Linked DNA regions of Sus scrofa: regions 2, 3 and 4 are each linked to region 1. Evidence: chromatin contacts called from public Hi-C and HiChIP or PLAC-seq data. All regions are on one chromosome and are shown on one strand. Each heading gives the region's core, a stretch centred on a gene start, on an enhancer-like site or on the middle of the called end of the contact. The rest is flanking DNA. Distances are from core to core; before and after follow the strand shown.

Region 1 (3,177 bases), core at 424-2,923:
AGGCCAGCAGCTACAGCTCCGATTCGACCCCTAGCCTGGGAACCTCCATATGCTGCAGGTGTGGCCCTAAAAAGACAAAGTAAAAATAAAAATAAACAGGGGGAGGACAAGGTTGGGGAGAGAACTGGGAACCAAGGCGAAGAATGGGAGAGAAGAGCTGCTTTTCAGTGGGGAAGCCCTAGCTAACTCAGGAATGGAGAGCCAACAGAGGTCTTGAAACGATGGGAAAATACCTGAGGGGTTTCTCCAGCTGTGCTGGGGCAGGACTGAGGAGGGGGCCCTCCTTGTTCCCCTTTTCTTGCCTGCTTCAGGGCCCGCTCAGCCTCTTGCTTCGCTCGCCGTTCAGCTCGAAGTTCAGCTTTACTCCGACCTGCTGGAATTTTCTCCTTGGCAGTGCCCAACTGACTGTCCGGTCCTGGCAGGTCTTTGGTCGGGCCTACTAAGGGTAGATGGAAGAGGTGCCCAAGCTCCAGGCAGGTACTATCTATGCCCCAACCAAAGCTTCTTTTCTGTTTATCTAAACTTTGTCTCTCTTCACTTGTTCCAACCAACTTTGTCCTGTCTCCCCTTCTTCTCTCCCGCCACATCCCTTTACCAGCTCCACAGCCCAGCCCTTTAAAAAAGCCCCCGCACCTTGACATTGGGCTGCAGACACAGCAGAGCCAGTTTCTGGTTCTGTCCCCTTTTCCTCCTTCCGTTTCTTCTTTTGCTGTTTCTTTTCTTTCCGAAGCTGCAGCTTTTCTTCTTGGGTCATCTCCCTCCCCCCTGCCTAAGACACAGACATAAATACTGCTTTTTCCCAACCATTTCAAAAAACGAATAAACACTACAGGATTCCCAAAAGGTCCCTAATGCTCCTTAACTCTTACCAGCTACCTGTTACAAGCTAACAGCCCACAGGGATGGAAGCCTTTCCCCCAGGATCGCAGTCACATTACCAATAAGGCTTATAAGTTGACACTGCCTCCTGCGTAGCGCTTGACAGGCGGCTTGGGAGGGCACCCTCACTTACCCCTGGCCGAGAAGCAAGCTCCGCCTTCATCCCAGATCCCGAGTCTGCATCAGAAAACAGGGCACAAAGTGAATCAGAGAGGTTCCGGAAGGGTTTAGAGGGGCTCGTACTCGACGCAGCTGGCTGCTGGGTCCGCATGACCACGGCTCCTCCACCAGGCGGGAGGTGAGCCAGGGATCCGCGTGGGGACGCAGTGCGCAGCAGGATCAAAGGCGGCGGGGGGAGGAGAGAGCACGCACCCTTCCCGCAGGAACAGGCCGACGCGCAGGGCGGAGTGCGTCCGAGACACCGCGGACCAGATTCCCGCGCGGTGCCGGAACCGAACGACAGGGCCGAGAGGGGCTCGGGGCCCAGCCGTAGCCTCCCAGGGCCTGGCGGCTCGCGTACCTGTTTGTGCGGCCGCCCCTTCACTCACCCTCGCGAACAGCCACAGCCACAGCAGCCATCACCCGTCCTAGGCTCCGCCCGCTGCAGTCACAGGGACCAGAGCGCCCCCAAGGCCGACAGCTGCGGAGCGCAGCTCCCCCACCCAGAGGACTACAAGCCCCGACGTGCTCTGCGGCTCCGCCCGGGCTATGGGTCGCGATAAGGGCCCAGTCAAACCTGGGTTCCCAATCCCGGCAGTAGGCTCTTGCCCTTTAGACTACAGTTCCCAGGATTCCCCGGGAAGCTGCGCCCCAGAGCGGACGTCTCCAGTCCTTCCCTCCTCGGATCTCAACGGCCGCCCCCCCCGCCCAAAAATGGCGAGCGAAGCTTCGGGGACGCGCTGAGTAGCGGAGGCGAGCGTGCAAAGCCACTGCGGCCCTCACAGTTCGGAGCCCGGCCGGGCCCTGCCGCAGGGAACATGCACTTTTCCATTCCTGAAACCGAGTCCCGCAGCGGGGACAGCGGCGGCTCCGCCTACGTGGTGAGGAGCGGCCGGAGCCCGGCCGGGCAGGGGCGGGGATAACGGGCCGGAGCCCTCCGAGCGGCCTCCGAGGTCTGGCCGCCGCCTTTCGGGCCTGGTCACTGGCCGCCAACTCCCGATGGCCTCGCTGGGAGCTTATATTACGTCTCAGATTCGTCCAGAGGTCTCCCCAGCTCCTGTAGGTCCTTTGTTCCGCCGCGTCACCTCCCTCGACTGGGCCGCGGCTACTCTGGTGGGCGTCACTGGCCTCTTGGGGAGGAAGACTCCAGCCCGAGCGCCCGGGTTTCCCCGGGACCGGTCCTTCTGCTTTGGGACCTGGCTCCGGGGCAAACAGACTGGCAACCTTCGGAAGATCTCGGCGCCTTAATCAGGCAGAGCTGTGCCAGGCAACTTCCGGCCAGGGTTCTCAAGGGGGTCGCCCAGACCGCGACCTTAAAATGCTTGCCTGTTTTTGTGTCCTCAGGCCTATAACATTCACGTGAATGGAGTCCTGCACTGTCGAGTGCGCTACAGTCAGCTCCTGGGGCTGCACGAGCAGGTGGGACTAGCACTCCTGCCTTGAGGCAGCTTCAAGCCCTTTCCTACACCTGGGCATCAGTGTCTCCATTTTCCCCCTCGTCGCTTTCCCGGGGGCTGTAGTTCCCTTTTACTCACTACCATAATCACTGCCATGTTGGATCTGGTGCTTTATCTTACCATCGTCTGACATTTCCAGGGGACTCCCCACGAATCTGCGCCTCTAACTGCGCCTCCCTGTACTAACATCCTCCTTCCTGCTTCTTGGTCCCCTCCTTACACAGCCTGTACACTGCCTTTGTCCGTGCATGGAGAAACCGACGACCCTTCCCCGCTCCACTGCCAAAGCACTTTCCCTCTGTCATCTGAGCTGCCACTTGAAACTCTCTTCCCTGCTCATACAAACCATTCACCAGTTTCCTTCTGTGTTCCTTGACTCACCTGAGTGGGTGTAGCTGTTCCAGTTATCCGTATGTGTCGATGATGTAATGTTTCTCCGTTCTCCACACCAAATTGTGAGCTCTGTATTTAACTCAGTACAGCGTCCTGGTTCTATTCATAACTGGTTGTGCAGCCCTAAGCAAGTTACCTGATTTCTTTGGGCCTCGGCTTTCACACCTGAAAAATGGATTTGTTGATCTGCAAAGTCCCTCTCAGTCCTAAGACACGTCGCGAACATACTTAGCCATTACTTGTTTGTGCACACAAACCTTTCTTACAAAGCCCTTTGCTTCCTGTGAGG
Region 2 (3,177 bases), core at 491-2,990, 210 kb before region 1:
GGTGGGGACCTGCCGCCAAACCACCAGCCTAGTTAGCCTCGGTACTCGGGAAGAGTGCAATGAGCCCCGCCACCTTCCCTGCTACGGCCGCTCAGGGCGGGCTTCGCTCACAGGTCTCCCGGCACCCGTGTTCAGTTTCTCACAATTCTGGCTCTGCCACTACTAACACCCTGTGACCTCCCCAAACCACACACCTTCCAGACACGAACGTAGCCATCTGTCCCTCCAGTGGCAAGCAGGGTAGCATCATGGTTGAAGCGTACAACTTTCTGCAGTGGGTCAGGGCTGAAGTCTGTCTGCACGGCCTGCAAATTCTCTACGCTGAATTCTAACCCCTCCTGGTGGGTTTCAGCTCCAGACTTCTTCTCTGCTGGGGCAGCCCCTTTCCTCTGTCGAGGCCCCTGCTCCTTGGAAGCTGCAACACAAACAACCTGCCACGTTCCACGCTTCTGGAGTAAGCGGAACCGGTCCCCCTCTCCAGGGGTGACCCTCGAGCTTCTGGCCTCTGCTACCATAACCCTGCCTCCAGCCCCCACTTCTTCAGAGACCAAGGCGAAAGAGATCTTACTTAACCCTTTGCCCAAAGCTAGAGAGGGGGCTCTCACCTGCCTTCTCTGCCTTGTTTTTGCCCTTCTGCTGTTGGGTCTGGAAGCGCAAGAGCTGACAGCGGGCATCCTGCCCTGCAGCAAGGATGTTGCCAGCCAGCGCCAAGTTCATGGTGGCGCGAGTCTCCGTGTCATGGGAGTGGAGCAGAGAGGCACTGAGGTGCCCATGAATCCGCTCTAGCTGCAGAAAGTGCTGTGGGAGAGGGAACCAGGGTGAGCAAGGCTCAGAGGGCACCTCGAGGCCAACTTTCCTCTTATGGTCTGATGCCCTACCCCTTGCTTACTGCACCTTCTACTTCAAAACTTTTTCCAACTTTTTTTTTTTTTTTTTTTGAGCCTCACGAGGCTGGACAGCAAGCAAGGTTGGCTGGTCACCTCTAGTTTGCAGAACAATAGGCTGACGCCCAGAAAAGTGAAAACACTTAGTTTATGCTGCACTCTCGCCGCTGCTAGAGGGCAGACAGACAAGCCCAGGTGGCCACCCTGGAAAAAGCCGGGATAAGACCCCTAGAACTGAGCCTGAGGTTGAGTCGAAAGGTTCCTGCCTAGGCAGCGCTATGTGCAGCTTTCACTTTACCTTAGGAGTCTTTCAATTGACCGGTGAGCGAGTTCTCGACTGAAACTCGCGCCGGGACGCCCGGCAAGCCCAGCATTCCCACCCGAGAGAGAGGAAGGGTCCGAAGCAAGAGTGCGGCCCGCCCCCGAGACCCTCCCAGAATCGCCCTGAGCCCGCGGCGCGCGACCCGGCCCCAGGGGCCCTGTACTCTCACCACGCCGTTCTTTATACCGGTCTTGGCAGCACCTCCTCCGCCCGCCGCGATGAGCAGCCCCGCGCTTGGCTCGACCTGAAGCGCGTACAACGGGAACGGGGCCCGGTACAGCTCTGGCGCCCGGCGTCGACCCATCCCGCTCGCCGCGCGCCTCACTGCCTGCGTCGAGGCACCCGGGACATGCCGCGCCCGGCCTTCGACTGTGGTTCCGGCCGCGGCTGACGTCGGTCCTGTGGCCGCCAGAGGACCCCAGACCCCTCTCCCTGCCACCGGGAAGCCGAAACCGTAACCACACACAAGGATCCCTGTCACTGCCCCGGGCCGGCAAACCCGGTCTCGCCAACGCGCAGTGCGCAAGCGCAGCGAGCCCGCTCTCCCCGCGCAGGCGCAGGGCGGCCCATACGCGTCAGCACTAGCCGGCCGCGGGCAGGCGGAACCTCCGCGCCGGGATTCCGTTCTCCGCCCGCGTTGGGACGACGGGTTCCGCCATCTTTTTGCGGGAACGTACCCGCCTCACGGAAGCATCTTTGGTGGTTCTGGAGCAGCAGGGGAAGCTAATAAAGGTTCAGGGACGTGAATAAACCTTCAATAAAGAAATTCTTGAATCAGGACAGTCCACACCTCAGGAGTGACACGCAGACTCGTCAAGCGCAGCCTCTGCGTTTTACCCCCGAGATGAAGTCTTTGTCCCAGGTCACACTCCGGAAATGTGACTTGTGTCCCCTGCCTCTTAACCGAGGCAGCGTGGACTTTAAAAACAGACCTGGCTTCAAACATGGAATCCACCGCTTTCTGTTATGAGAAAACCGCTCCCTGCCCTAACAACACCGGCCCTCTTCCTTGGCGGAGGTGGGTGCTGGCCATTCTGAAGGCTCTGCACCTGCTCCTCCGGCTGGGGGTTTGTGGGTGGGGGCTGCTCCCCTCTGATACCCTCAGAGGGCGGCCACTCGACCACCAGGCAGGGCAGGTTTTGGCCTGGCCCCCTACCCTTCCGAGGGGTCTCTGGGGTTTCTGATCACGGTAGTGAAGGTGATGCCAGAAAGATGATACCCGAATCGGGGTTCTTGTTCACGGCAGTCAAAGAATGAACTCTGCGAACACACAGGCAGCAAGCAAGCAAAGTTTTTATTAAAGGCAGGTAGATCGCTCCCAGGGTTGCTGGGAGGGGGGAGAGGAGCCCCCTTTCTCTATTGTCCTATAGGGGGTTTTATTCCTTAAAGTTGGGGGGGTACCAAGGTGGGGCCCAGAGAGATGTGGTCTTCTCCCATTGGCCTTGCTTAGTTATGTATGTCAGTCCTTGTCCAATAGGGTCCTAGGGATGGAAATGTCCCGTGAGTCTCAGAGTTTCTTTGTCCTCTTCTTTCCGTAAACTGAGTCACGGGGGATTAGGGATTAATGTCCATCTGGGGGTAGGTACATTCCCTATAATAAACAAGGGCTGTGGGGATGTTACTCCCTGGAGCCCTTAAGCCACACATGTTAATATCACAGAATGCGTGGAAGCCCATGCTCCTACACTGACTACCTGAGTTAACATTCTGCCTCAAGGGTGCTATGTTTCTTCGTGTGAACGCTAGGCCTGCCCTTCCCTGCAAGGAGTCCCCTCCTGCTGCTCCCCTGGCCACATGGGCCTGAGTCCTTACAACCTAAGGTGCAGTGAGAGGAGGGGGCCCAGTGGCTTCATCTCTAAGGATGCTATTATCTGTCCACCGAATTGAATTGTGTGAAGGGCCTGACAGAGCCCTCTGCACATCTCAGATCCATGTGGGTCCCTTGCCCTCCTCAGGTTCATGGCATCCACT
Region 3 (3,177 bases), core at 451-2,950, 180 kb after region 1:
GCCCAACCCCATAGTTTCCCAAGGAAGTACCATTCTCAAAACTACAACTAGCCAGCCTTTGGATCTTGTTCAAAATGACAGTAGTAGCAGAGCTAAGAAAACCTTTAAGAGAAATGAAATTTCTGGCCAGGAGGCCAAGAACTGCAAAACAGGAACCAGAGTTCATGTTGGAGGGAGACTCCTGTCTGGTTTCCCTATGAAGAGAACCTTAATCAATCACTTTAAAGAGAAACCCACACACAAGGAACGAAACCACCACAGCTTCTGTAGGGAAAGAACCCTATGTAATTCTTGTGGAAAGAGCCAATATAGTCCTGCTGAGAGGGGCCATCACAGTGCCTCTGAAAGAAGCCATCCAAGTGCCTCTGGGAGGGGCCATCGCAGTCTCTCTGAGAGGAGCCATCTCAGTGCCTCTGAGAGAAGCCATCTCAGTGCCTCTGGGAGGGGCCATCGCAGTCTCTCTGAGAGGAGCCATCTCAGTGCCTCTGAGAGAAGCCATCGAAGTGCCTCTGGGAGAGGCCATCGAAGTCTCTCTGAGAGGAGCCACCTCAGTGCATCTGAGAGAAGCCATCGAAGTGCCTCTGGGAGAGGCCATCGAAGTCTCTCTGAGAGGAGCCATCTCAGTGCATCTGAGAGAAGCCATCGAAGTGCCTCTGGGAGGGGCCATCGCAGTCTCTCTGAGAGGAGCCATCTCAGTGCCTCTGAGAGAAGCCATCGAAGTGCCTCTGGGAGAGGCCATCGAAGTCTCTCTGAGAGGAGTCATCGCAGTGCCTCTGAGAGGGGCCATCAAAGTGCCTCTGAGAGAGGCCATCTCAGTGCCTCTGAGAGGAGCCATCGCAGTCTCTCTGAGAGGAGGTGTCGCAGTCCCTCTGAGAGGAGGTGTCGCAGTCCCTCTGAGAGGAGGTGTCGCAGTCCCTCTGAGAGGAGGTGTCGCAGTCCCTCTGAGAGGAGGTGTCGAAGTCCCTCTGAGAGGGACAGTCGTGGTCTTTCTGAGAAAAGCAGTCACAGTCCCTCTGAGAGGAGAGGACACAGCACTTCTGAAAGGAGAGAGCACTGGCCCTCTGAGAGGAGCAGGCACAGTCATTCTGAGAGGAGTGGACATAGTCATTCTGAGAGGATCCACCTCAGTCCCCTTGAGAGACTCAAGCACAGCTCTCCCAGGGCGAGGCCCAGACATCATCTGTATAAAGAGTTCAAGAGTAATTCAAACATGTCTCCTAGAGACCACAGCACAACACCCCAAAGTAGGGCAAATCGGGAGGCCTGACGCTCCTAGATGGGAAGAGACCTATCCCCCTCATTCATTGCCTCACCCAAGTCTCCACCAAGCTGCCCTTTCCCGGCTTCTTTCCTGCTCAGCCCCGGCCTCCACTTCCAGTGCCCACAGCGAACTTCTAACGTCTACCTGAGGGGAGGGAGGTTGGGAACGGGTCTGCCATTTCCCTAAGATAAATAAAGGGGCAATAAGTGATCTCCCTGTGCATCTGGAAAGACCACTCGTCGTGCCAGATGGAGCATTGGGGGGTGGAGAGGGAGAAGGGGTCGTGCAAATACAGAGAACCAGAGGGCAGGGCACTGCAGCCACCCAGTTTCCCAGGTCCCACAGCGCAGTCCCCGGGCGGGGTCTCGGGAGAAGGGGGAGGGCTCGTCACGTGACTCGCCCCTGCGCGCAGCCCCCTCGGAAGCCGCTAGGCGGAAGTAGACTTTCGGAGCCGGGCTCGCGGCGCCGACTCCACATCCGGGAGCGGAGAGGAGAGCGGAAGTGGCGTTGATCTGGCCGGAGCCCTTGGGTGAATTTGTTAGGCGTGGAGAGGGAGTGATGTCTTCCAGACTCGGTGCAGTACCCGCCGTGAGTTTCTCGGTTTGACCGTTCCGCCTTAGGGGTCGCGCTGTCGAGCCCTCCACACGCGGTCCCCTCGCTTTTGTCCCCTGCTCACAGTTGGTTTTATCAGAGCTCATCGTAGGCCCCACCCTTCTAGGTCAGATCTACCCGGTCCCCTCTTTTTTCCCCCCACTTTGTGCTGCCTGTTCCCCACCCCCTTGGACTCAGTTCCCGGTCAGATTACCGTTAGTCTCTATTCCTTTTACATCCCCAATGCCTCCCATATCCGTTGTCCTCTCTTTCCGCCTCCCTTTTAGAGCCCCAGGACAGGGCTTTGAGAATGGGGGGAGATGAAGGCTCTGGTGTTGTCACCTGCCTTGACCCTGCAGGAAGATTGGGAGGCACACTTCTCCTAAAAAGTCTTGCCCTCTGTTTGAGGTAGTAGCCTCCGGGAGAGATTCATTTCTTGGCACAGGGGGGAGCCGTCTTTTTGTGGTCAAGGAGCAGAGGTCCCTAGCTTTCACTCATGTGCTTGCAATTTGCTAGACCCCGGGACCCACATCCTTTAAGCAGCAGAGGAGCGCGAGAATCGTGGGAGCTAAGAAGTAAGTGAGGTTTTCTGCGATCGTTTTACAATTGTGTAGCCAGCGTTGTTCAGTAGAACTTACTGTGATGATTCAAGTGTTCTGTATCAGTACTGTCCAGCACTGTGGCCACTAGCCACGTATGACTTTGGAATGCTTGAAATGTAGCTAGTGTGACTGAGGAACTGAATTTTAAGTTGTGTTTAATTTAAACTTAAATTTAAGTAGTCACCTGTGGCTCGTGGCCACCTGATTGCAAACTTAGCTTGCCAAAAAAAAAAAAAAAAAAAGTACCAATTATAAAATCGGGACGGGTGACTCACTGTAGCCCACTGCGTTTCTTCATATGTCACCATATATGTACTCATGAATACATTGATGAACTTGGGAAGAATCGATAAAAATGGACTGTAAGAAATCCTTATATTTTCAAACTACTTGGTTTCAAGACTGGTTTATTACGTTATGTACTGAATGTGCTAAGCTTTTCCATACGTGTTAATACAAAAAAGATTCTCGTTAATGAGATACTAATTGGAAGGAATTAATTCATATAACATTTATTAAATGTCTGCTATGTGCCAGCGGTGGTTGGTTAGATATACAGACGTAAAAAACACAGAACAGTTTAACAGACCTAGGCAAGAAGATCAATACAATACAGTGTAATTAAATTTTTGTAAAAAGGAATTTAATTTAGCCTTTGGGAAAGGGGAATGATAGTTTGGAAGAGAAGGGTTGCCAGAGCAGATCACTCCTAAATAGACTCGA
Region 4 (3,177 bases), core at 349-2,848, 140 kb before region 1:
CACAAACTGGATGGCTTTGACTCCTACAAAAGGCAAAGGGGCCACTTTGGGACCAACCTTCCTAGGGCTTCAAAATTTGACCTCGTGCCTAGAATTCTTCAAGGTCTGAAAAGCTTTAGGGTCCTCATTAAAATCCTAGTAACTACAAAAGCCTTAGAAAATGTGCCAGCCCTCTGAGAGGAAATCCTTTCAGAAGCTTCCTGACACCTGGGGCTAGGTGGAAGGGAAGCCTGGCTCCTTAAGATAAGCGTTGGTTAGCTTTGATGAACTCCTGATGGCCCTAACCAAAGCCAACACTCAGTCCCTCCCAGCACACGGCTCGCTCTCACTCTCGGTGCCCTTCAGTCAAGGCCCCAGGGCCAACCAGGTACAGCACTCGTCTTACCCTTACCTCCGCCGCCCAGCCAAGGCTAAGAAGGTCCCGTGGTTCTTCCCGAGTTCTGCATCACTCTTTTTTTCTGGCAAACAAAGAAGATGAGGAATTAGGGAAGCATCTCGCCTTCCCCTATCTCCCTGCCAGGGCACCAGACACCGCGTGGTTTCAGGACGGAGGTGAAAAAGCGTGCCTCGGGTGTCCCCAGGCTCCTCTCCTCCCAGGGGGTTTGCCCTTAGCCCTTCGCTCCTCCATCTCCCTTACCCTCTTTACTTTCTAGCTTCTCTCCTCCCCTCCACAGGCGAGGCGGCGGGACCACTACCACCTCGCCCGGGGCACCTCCGATCTTCCCGGGCCACCACGCTCGGGGCCGACTCATCCCGCCCCTTCTCTCCCGCCCCTCCCCTCCCTACGCCACTCTCCTGAGCCTCTATGCTCCGGCCCAGCCCCTTGCGGCCCGCCCTCGTCCCGCCCACCTGCCGGGTCTCCGCAGGAGGGTCCGGGCCGGTCCCGCCGCGCCTGGCCGGGTGACAGCAGGGTCCCGCCCCCTGCCCGCCCCCGCCGCGCCGCCATGTTTACTGAGGGCGGAAGAATCGGCCCCAAGGCGCTGCGGCGACGCGACCTCGGCGTCCAGGCTGGAGGAACGCGGGGCTGAGAGAGCGGTCGTGGGGAGAGCCTTCATGTAACAGGGAAAAGAAGGGGCGGTCTGGCCCCCCAAAGGAGGACGAAGGCCCACAAAGAAGAGCGCTGGCCTCCGCGCGCTACGGCAACCCCCAGCCGGCGGACTGGCCGAGCCGGCTGACTGGCCGGGCCGACGGACCGCTCAACTAGCCACACCCCCGGGAAGGGCCAGAGGCGGTGGGGGCGGGGCCACACGCTCAAGTCTCGCGATCAGCTGAGAAGGACGGAGGGAGCAGAAAATGGCCCGTCCCGGTTTCCGCAGTCCCTCGAGCTTGGTGCCCCGGGCTGCAGCCCTGCTCCTCGTTCTGAGCGTGCCAAGGGCTTTGGCGTTACCCGAGGTACTGAAGCAAATTAGAGGCTGGGTTGAAACAGAGTTGCTCGCCGGCCCTCGGCTCTCCCCTCTTGGCCTCTCCCCTGCCAGCCCGCAGCCCGGATTTCGTCCCTGGGGCCTCCCTAGCGTAACCCAGTCGGCTCCACGGCTCCACGCCGGAGTACTCACGCTGCTGTCTCCCAGCGCCTCCGCGCTGCCGATGTCCAAAGACCTTTGAAATTTGACCTCCTCCCTCCTCAATGTTTGAGTAACTTTTAAGTTTTTCTTTCTACCAACAAGTCCTCTGGTTATTCTGCAAAATCACGACGCACGAACGCCGTATACCCTGCGGTGGCTGGACTGTACGTTCTGTTATGCTTGATGAGATCTTTGTGTACCTGCAGTCCTTTTATACCCGGTCAAATCGCGGCTGGCAGATTGAGAAGTCATTGGAGAGGGCATAATAAATATGTTCCAATAGTAATTCTCAAAGATGAGGTCCTTCCCTGGATGAGATCTGGTACAGAAATTCTCTGGTGCCCTGTTTTGGCACCTGGCTCCAGAAACGCTGTCTTCTAGTAAATCTGACGTAAAGGTAGGACACGTCTATGCCCTGAGTTAGAGGAATTCTAGACTGGCAGTTAATTTTTGGTCCCTGTTTTGTTTTTGTTTTTGTTTTTGTTCTTTTCCCTTGGCTTTTCTTTCTGGAGTCCTAATAGTTTTATCTCTTCTGCAGATATGCATCCAGTGTCCAGGGGATGTGCAAAATTTGTCAGAAGTGGCCCTTTATTGTAAACAGACACCAGAGCTAATGCTGCAAGGCCGCTGCTGCCTGAATGGGAAGGGCACCATCCTGGGGTGAGGAAGGAGAAGACATCTCTGGATATTGGAAAAGAGTTCCCAAACTGGATTCTTCAACGCTTGCCTGATTGGCTTTTAGGATAACTATTGGTACCTATTTTGGAGGCCTCTAAACTATGAGTCTCAGACTTTAAATCTGTTATAGCATTTTTGGCTAAGTAAACTACCCTGTGGCGCTTCCTGGTTGAAATGAGTAAATGTCGTAATATTTGCCTTTTCTTTTTTAAAAGTCTTTATGGCTTTGTTTAAAAAAAAAATTCTTTCTTTATTATCAGCTCTTTGGCTCATTTACTATGTGTCTCCAAGAAATGACTTCTTTGGCCTCCAGGACACTATGTGATATGATTTTGTTCTCTTTCTTATTAATTCCTGTTTGTGTTTAAGGCAAATTCTTCCTCTTGTCTCTTTATGCAGATTAGCTTCTGCGTAGTTTTCCCTATACACTCTTTTTTTTGGGGGGGGGCTCATCTGCGGCATACGTAGGTTCCCAGGCTAGGGATTGAATAGGAGCTGAAGCCACTGGCCCAGGCCACAGCCACAGCAATGCAGAATCTGAGTTGCGTCTGTGACCACCACAGCTCACGGCAATGCTGGATCCTTAACCCATTGAGCAAGGCCAGAGATCAAACCCACATCCTTGTGGATACTAGTTGGGTTTGTTAACTGCTGAGCCATGACAGGAACCCTCCCCATACACGCTTGACAATCCACCCTTTTATTACGGCTTCAACCATTATGCAGGTATCTCCTAAAACTAGATCTCTTTTAGTATCCTTTGATCTCTCTGTTAGCTCCAGGTACATGTGGGTACCATCAATTCCTATTAAACTTTTCCTCTCTTCAGACACAAGATGTCAGATGTCTTGCTTCCATTCTCCTCTTTCCCTGATCTACCTAAATTCTTTATATTAAACTTTCTGAAACCAACTTTTCTCCATTATTACTCTCTGGC

What was found. A called contact is a pair of places that touch in the nucleus more often than the background predicts. HiChIP or PLAC-seq counts read pairs in DNA pulled down with a chosen protein or histone mark.
Region 2: a contact with region 1 is called in an H3K27ac HiChIP or PLAC-seq map of alveolar macrophages. The contact joins the promoter of PREB here to the promoter of SNX17 in region 1. A contact is called at or near these places in 1 of 5 promoter capture datasets (liver), 3 of 47 Hi-C or Micro-C datasets (heart right ventricle, liver and mesenchymal stem cells) and 1 of 2 datasets of contacts at active chromatin or transcription factors (alveolar macrophages).
Region 3: a Hi-C map of heart right ventricle shows a contact between it and region 1, with 3 times the contacts expected there. The contact joins the promoter of ZNF512 here to the promoter of SNX17 in region 1. A contact is called at or near these places in 1 of 47 Hi-C or Micro-C datasets (heart right ventricle) and 1 of 2 datasets of contacts at active chromatin or transcription factors (alveolar macrophages).
Region 4: a Hi-C map of skeletal muscle shows a contact between it and region 1, with 4 times the contacts expected there. The contact joins the promoter of SLC5A6 here to the promoter of SNX17 in region 1. A contact is called at or near these places in 1 of 5 promoter capture datasets (liver), 4 of 47 Hi-C or Micro-C datasets (heart right ventricle, liver and skeletal muscle) and 1 of 2 datasets of contacts at active chromatin or transcription factors (alveolar macrophages).

The regions. Positions count from the first base shown.
Region 1 is chr3:111,780,041-111,783,217 of Sscrofa11.1, reverse strand. It overlaps SNX17 (sorting nexin-17), which reads left to right and starts at 1,673. Exons shown (of 16, transcript XM_021087689.1): 1 at 1,673-1,919; 2 at 2,383-2,457. The coding sequence starts at 1,857. EIF2B4 (a long non-coding RNA gene) reads right to left here and starts at 1,557. Exons shown (of 13, transcript XR_002342807.1): 1 at 1,428-1,557; 2 at 1,013-1,056; 3 at 634-769; 4 at 235-439.
Region 2 is chr3:111,990,927-111,994,103 of Sscrofa11.1, reverse strand. PREB (prolactin regulatory element-binding protein) reads right to left here and starts at 1,740. Exons shown (of 9, transcript XM_003125297.4): 1 at 1,376-1,740; 2 at 606-798; 3 at 195-415; 4 at 1-9. The coding sequence starts at 1,510. It overlaps PRR30 (proline-rich protein 30), which reads right to left. Exons shown (of 2, transcript XM_021088424.1): 2 at 2,618-3,177.
Region 3 is chr3:111,604,353-111,607,529 of Sscrofa11.1, reverse strand. ZNF512 (zinc finger protein 512) reads left to right here and starts at 1,700. Exons shown (of 14, transcript XM_003125288.5): 1 at 1,700-1,849; 2 at 2,369-2,427. The coding sequence starts at 1,820. It overlaps C3H2orf16, which reads left to right. Exons shown (of 1, transcript XM_005653049.2): 1 at 1-1,630. The coding sequence ends at 1,267.
Region 4 is chr3:111,917,724-111,920,900 of Sscrofa11.1, reverse strand. It overlaps SLC5A6 (sodium-dependent multivitamin transporter), which reads right to left and starts at 1,598. Exons shown (of 18, transcript XM_021087700.1): 1 at 1,554-1,598; 2 at 392-458. It overlaps ATRAID (all-trans retinoic acid-induced differentiation factor), which reads left to right and starts at 1,135. Exons shown (of 8, transcript XM_003125294.4): 1 at 1,135-1,392; 2 at 2,101-2,222. The coding sequence starts at 1,294.